2 separate regions of the Ovis aries genome follow, and region 2 is linked to region 1. Evidence: chromatin contacts called from public Hi-C data. All regions are on one chromosome and are shown on one strand. The core of a region is the stretch at or near the end of the contact, and the rest is flanking DNA. Distances in the headings are between cores, read along the strand shown.

The links. Hi-C and Micro-C count contacts between places; a contact is called where the count stands out from the background.
Region 2: a Hi-C map of liver shows a contact between it and region 1, with 11 times the contacts expected there. The contact joins the promoter of ETFBKMT here to the promoter of RESF1 in region 1. A contact is called at or near these places in 10 of 16 Hi-C or Micro-C datasets (blood, hypothalamus, liver and 4 more).

Annotation. Positions count from the first base shown.
Region 1 is chr3:183,478,398-183,481,874 of ARS-UI_Ramb_v3.0, forward strand. It overlaps RESF1 (retroelement silencing factor 1), which reads right to left and starts at 1,800. Exons shown (of 4, transcript XM_060413234.1): 1 at 1,766-1,800; 2 at 416-505.
Region 2 is chr3:183,805,566-183,809,042 of ARS-UI_Ramb_v3.0, forward strand. ETFBKMT (electron transfer flavoprotein subunit beta lysine methyltransferase) reads right to left here and starts at 1,622. Exons shown (of 4, transcript XM_004006748.6): 1 at 1,458-1,622.

The DNA of each region.
Region 1 (3,477 bases), core at 550-3,049:
TTCCTCAGTAATTTAGACCATCATCTATTCCTTTTCTAGTAAAGATGAATAATATGAATTCCTTGCTATGTCAACTGTATTATTTCTCCTCAAACTTTGTCATCAAATCCTTTGTAAGCTGGTGGTGGTCTTAGCCGCTCAGTGCTGTCCAGCTATTTGTGACCCCAGGTACTGTAGCCTGCCAGGCTCTTCTGTCCACAGAATTCTCCAGGCAAGAATACTGGAGTGGGTAGCCATTCCCTTCTCCAGAGGATCTTTCCAAGCCAGGGATCGAACCCAGGTCTCCTGCATTGCAAGTAGATTCTTTACTGTCTGAGCCATTGTAGTTTAATACTGAACCAATACTGGTTCAGCTTAATCATTCTGTTCCATAACAGATAAATTAGAGTAGACTACTCAAAGCTGACTCACTTACCTTTAAATACATTACTCCTTTATTACTGTATGTTACCATTTCCCTCCAAACTTGTCAGTACCACTCCACACAGTGTTTACTTCTTTGGTCCTAGGGACAGCAGTAAACATTTTATAATTGACAATAAATTCAATATAAAATTTGTAATTGTATTTTTATTTATATAAAATTCACATTAAACTTATAATAAAGATACATACTAATTTGCTTACTTGATATGACATTGCCGCTCAAACTGTGTTAAGGCTGGATCAAAAGCAAACTAAGCTTACTGAATTCTTAAGAAGACAAAGTAACAAACAGAACTGGGTCTGCTGTAAATTACCATTTACTTTTTAAGTTATAATTCAACTGCACGCCTCCTGATCCACTCCTTCTATCACTCTGAACACTTTCAACTTAACAATTCTTTATCGAATTAGTAAATGAGAATCCAACTGCACAGGAAAAAATAAAACGCTAACTCTTTCATGTTAACACCGATTAGAACTCATCTGATTTAGAGTTAACGCATCAATCAGAAAAATCCCCGAACAAGCTCCGCGACCCGTCTATTTAAATGCACCCTAGCTCATCCCCTTCACCTACTCTTTTTATTTTGAAGGCAAGCATTAAAATATTACAAATAAATTGTTTTCACTGAACCATTCTCTGAAAACTTGCTGTTCCCAAAGGACATCTGCTTAGGAAATTCGTATCCCTCGAGAACATCTAAAATCGGTACGCATTTGTGCATTTAAAAATGCCTCGAGGGACTAACTACTGCTGAGGAACGGAAAGCAACTCCAGCACAAACGTTGTTTGCGGGCCACTTGGAGACGCAAGCTGAGCAATTTTGTTTTGGGAGGTTCGGCCTAATGGGGGTGGGGAGGAAGGGAATACTGGAAAAATAATTCAAAACAAAGATTTTTTTTTTCAAGCCAGCGACAGGAAATCATTAAAAACATAAGCCACTCTCACATCCATCAGTCTAACCAATCGCCTTGCAGTTTAACAAAATGCGTCCTCGCAGTCGCCACCCGCGACCTCTATGGTGAGGAAAGGCGTTCTGCAGAAAACACCCGGCGAGGCGCCGCCCTCCGATTAGGGGTCGACATCCGCCCCGGTTCCCGGCCCTCCCCGCGCGGTGGGCGGGCACCAAGCCGAGCCCGACGGGCCAGCCCTCACCGCTGGCCCGAGACCCGAGCCCCCGGAGCTGCCGCTGAGTCCCCACCACAGAACAAAAGCACTCGCCGCCGCACACCCAGCCCTCGCCTGCGGGCACTTGGGCTGCCGGTGCCCCACCCCGCCGCGCCGAGAACCCGAGGAAACGTGCGAGTGCCGGCGGGAACCAGGTCCCCACTTACCTACCGGAGCTGAACCCAACCTGGGCGAGCGGGGAAAACGCAGCGCCTCTCGGCCCCGGAGTTTAAGTCAACTCGGGTCCGCCTCCAGGGGCGGGTCGAGGGGGAGGCCCACTCCCGGAAAGCCAACCCCGCCCCGGCGCAACGGCAGTAGCGAGACCTGGTATCCGGTACCGGGGTCCTAGTGCCGCTCGGATGAAGTAGAGTCCGGGGAGCCCGGTCCTCCAGTTTCTCCCAAGCTTGCACAGCCAGCTCATGTATCTGAAGAAGAAAACTTCTCCAACAGTGGCTGTCTTTAACTTACATCAGAATCTTTTGAAGGTTGTTAAAAAGGGACTGAAAAGCACCACCTACAAAATTACCCATTCAGTAAGTCTAACTCCGGGGTGAAAACGTATATTTCTAACAAAGGGGAACATCCTTTAACAGAGAAACTTTCTCGAAGGAAATAGACTCTTTTTGCCTGAAGGTTTCTATAGATCAAAGTTGTGAAAATTAATACAGTAAAGGGAAACCTCACCAAAATAGAGTTGAGAGGCCAGAAGGGGGAGCTGTCATACAGTTCGGTACCACTCTCAGTAAATTACAGAAAGAATTGTCAATTACAGGGCCCAACAGGAAAAGATGTAAGCTGTCCAACAAACTTTTTGACCAACCCATACATTGCGGCTCCTAAAAGAAATAGACTACCCCACAACTCAGCCAATGAGAAACTGTCACCCTCACTTTTCCCCAATGATATTTCCTTCAAAAGAACTGCTCCCAAACTCAATTTTCTCCATAAAGTAACTTTGCTTTGTTTGTTGGACTCTGGCTTTTGCTACAGTTTGCTTGACCCAAATTGCAGTTTAGTTACCAAATGCAAACTGACACTGCCTGCTGCATGACTTGCCAATAAATCGAGGGGCCAGTTGTTGGAACAAAGAATAGTGACTTTATTCAGAAAACCAGCAGACAGAAAAGATGGCAGACCAGTGTCCCGAAGAAACATCTTAAACCTGAATTAGAATTCAGGCTTCTTTTATACTAAAGGGGGAGGGAGTGTGGTTGGCTGTTGCAGGTATGAAGGTGTGACCTTCTTGGTGCAGGTCATACCCCCAAGGTGATGTGATAACCCTCTGCTCCTGCAGCTATCCACATAGGTCTGGTTATGATGGTCCTGTAAACATAAAACAAGACAATTGTTATTCTCTGTTCTGTAATTTTTTATCTCTGCATAAAAGAAAATTGGGCTTTCCTGGTGGCTTAGTGGTAAAGACTCTGCCTGCCAATGCAGGAGAACCAGATTTGATCCCTGGGTCAGGAAGATCCACTGGAGAAGGAAATGGTAACCCACTCCAATATTTTTTGCCTGGTAAATCCCATGGACAGAGAGACTGGTGGGCTATGGTCTATGGGGTCATAAAAGGGTAACAGTAACCAAACAGCAAACGAAAACTGTCACATATTTAAAGGTCAAGCCTGGGAGGCAGAGCCTTGAGAACAAGACTATCATGTACATTTCAGGCTACAGGCAACATTCTTTTGGACAAAGCTGCAGAACCAGCATGACTGAGCACCAGCAAAAGGTTAGAGCTAAAGGAACAGATCCAGTACGGTATCAGGTTTGTTCTTTGTGTTACAAGCCCCTGCTATTCTAGAATAAACCCATTTTTAGCTGGGAAAATAACTTTCATTTTTAAAGTCAACAAAGTAAACAAGTGAATCTGAGTGAATAAG
Region 2 (3,477 bases), core at 372-2,871, 330 kb after region 1:
AGTCCTCATGTTCTACAGTCAGTGCACCACAGCTAGAGAAGCCTGTCCACTGCAACAAAGACCCAGCCCAACCGAAAAAAAAAAAAAAAGCCCTAGCATAAAACAGCAATGTAATTGTTTTTTTCCTAAAACAAACAAAAAATACTATGGATTTAATTGTAATAAAAGAATATCAAATCACTTTCTGTAAATACCTCTGATGAGTCATCTTCATGAAACCTAGACTTAATAGACATTTTGATTAAGAATAAGTAAGAATGAGGAAGAGAAGTTTAAACACAAATTATACACCAAGTTGTTTGGAACCTTTGGTCTGTTCTGCATAAATATTTTAAATAGTCTTAAATTCACCCAAATATTTAGAGTTGTTCAGTTGCTAAGTCAAGTCCGACTCTTTCAACACCATGAACTGCAGCGCTTCCAGGCTTCCCTGTCCTCCAGAGTTTGCTCAAACTCATGACCCTTGAGTCAGTGATGCCATCCAACAATCTCATCCTCTGTCACCCCCTTCTCCTCCTGCCCTCAATCTTTCCCAGCATCAGGGTTTTTTCCAATTAGTCAGCTCTCCCCATCAGGTGGCCAAAGCACTGAAACTTTAGCTTCAGCATCAGCATGAGTCCTTCCAATGAATATTCAGGTTTGATTTCCTTCAGGATTGACTGGTTTGATCTCCTTGCTGTCCAAGGGTAGGGGCCCCAAACTCAAATGCCTACCTGGGGCCAGACTGGTGATAAATGAGGGATGCAGGCTGGTTGCTGATAACAGAGAGGCTGTGGCAAACTAGAAAGTGTTTCAAAACAGTCCAACGGAGCCAGCAAGCTGTAGCCTGTCCTGGGACATATGGCCAGATCTTTCCATTTTTCGAGATAATCCACAGACTTCCCCCGCAGTCCAGTGGCTAAGACTCCCAATGAAGGGGGCACAATCCCCGCTCCTGGAACTAAGATCCCATCTGCTACAAGTCCCCACCCGAAAAATAACAATAAAATTCCCACTTTTAAACGCGGGAAATTAATTAAAATGTCAAGACAGAAGGAGGGTCAAAATGCCTGTCAGGCCACTAGTCTGTGAACTCGGGATAGATTTTAAGTGGGTGTCAGCCCACATTTATGCCCTTGTAATCACATGCTCTCTTAACAGCCTGACCTCACTGGACTAATTGTGTAGGAAGGATTGGGTAAGCCCTTGAGTCTAAGGTTTAAAAAGAAAGCAGAGCAAATACGAGACGATTTTGGACATAGTGTCATCCAAACCGATGCCGCTCCCTCCCACGCCAAGAACCAATGAAGCATCTGTTATGAATATGTGATTAAGCGGGGGACACTGGGTATTTGGATTAATTAGTAAGAAGACAGGTTTAAAAGTGCAAGCTCCAAAAGCGTCAGCACGTTATTTTCCTCCTAGGAGGACGGGAGTCAGCCTTAAAGGGGCAGGCACAGTCTTCCTTTTCTCCTTACCTGTCTGCGCTAACATCACCCTGGGGAGCAAAGCACAGGGCAAGTCAGTCACTTTGCCTTTGCGCCTCTTTTGGCGCTTTCTTTACAACTGCACTCGGGATCCAGAGTTCCCGGCGTAGCCTGCTACCAGCACCCCTGTCCCCGCCCTTGCCCTGACCTCCTGCTCCGCCTTCCTTCCCGGCAGCGCTCTCTCCCTTCACTTAAAGGGCTTCTTAAAGGGACAGAATGTGAAACCAGAGGGTGCCCTGACCTCGCTTGGAAAATAAGGGAATGTCAAATACTGATTTCTAAAAAATATGCTCTAAAGCCGTGGAGCATCTGCTTTGTGCTAATCACACTTCTAGGTACTGGGCATAGGGTGGTGAGGCAAATAGACACAGTAGAAACCCTTAATGACCCACTCAACTGAGATTAAATCATAATATGTCCTCCCTATTATAATAATTTTCATGCACGTACAATCTTTTTTGTTTAATTGTAACTTGTCATTTCAATTAATGCTCACTGATTCTATTGTTAGTCATAATTCCTAATAGATGTTCAAGATCTAGAGACTTCCCTGGCAGTCCAGTGGTTAAGACTCTCATTATCCCAATGCAGGGGGAATGATCCCTTGTCTGAAAACTAAGATCCCACATGCCACACTGTGTGGCAAAAAAAAAAAAAAAATCCAGATCGGTTTGTCTCAGGATTTTAGTTTTTAACCAGCTAATGTATTCTATCACAGAGACAGTTTTCAAATTGATCTTTCCATTCCTCTTGCCTTGCCCTTAGTTCTGGCTTGTGATTGCTCGCCTGAATTCCAGCAACTGGTCTCTCTGCAATCCTGCCTTTTCTATCCCATTCACTATTGTGCAATTTAAATGTTTTTTTTTCCTGAAACTTTCATTCCATAGTCCAAAATAAAAGGATTCCTACAAGATAAGCTAAGCAGATAAGCCAAGAGAAACAGACTGTAAGCCGTGAGAAGCAAACCTGGACTTTCTTCTCTATTGTTTGCTGTTGATTTTTTTATTTTTATTTATGTATTTATTTTTGTCAAGGGGCAAAATCTTAGTTCCTTGATCAGGGATTGAACCTGTGCTCCCTGCAGTGGAAGCCTGGAGTCTTTACCGCAGGACAGCCAGGGAAGTCTCTTTTGTTCTTTTTAACTGAGAGAAAGAATTGTCTCTCTTTTATCAACATTGACCCAAATGCAACCAAGCAGACCTGTCAATTGTTTGGTAACAACTGAGCTATCATCTGACCTTGTGATTTTTGCCTTTAAATATCTGCCTGCATCTTTGTACACGTTCCAATTCCCTAATAACTGGACACTCTTGCAAGTTAAAAAATATATATTTCATACTCAAATTTGTCTTTCAAGGTTTTTTTGAACAAGTTATTTAAGTATACTTATTAGCTGTGTGACCTTGGGCACATTATTAAACTTTCCTAATTAATAGGGATCAGGATATGCCACTGTAGCACAGGAATTGTTTTGAGTGAAAGAGATTTGAGTTTCTGAAATCTCTTATCTGTCTAAAGCAGACTCTCCCCAAAGAACTCAATTGTCATAAAACCCCTCCTTGAGAACACTCTTAATTTTCTTGGACTTGAAAAGTGGACACCACACCCAAACAGACATTGTCTCAAGATTATCATATCTCTTATCTATTCTCCTAGAAAAACACTGATCTTTCCGAAATGTCATTCCTATAAGCTCTTTCCCGATCACCTATGATGGAATAAAATGTATGTTTTTTAAGGCAGGACAAGAAAATTTAAGCATAACACATGCCCTCCCAGACAGGGCTCTCCCCAGTGTGCAATGTGCTTCTTAATTATACATTAACCAGACCTCTTCAAACACAGAAATGTCTGCTCAACCATAAAGTTCGTTTTTCCCTTCTTCTGACGCCAGCAATGTGACTCCTTAGAAGATAACATTCCTTTCCTAATCCTGTAAGGGGTCATGGTGACCTGCTGCTCCCTTCCTACATGTAGGTCTGGACTTCATGTCTCTACTGAACTGTAAAAT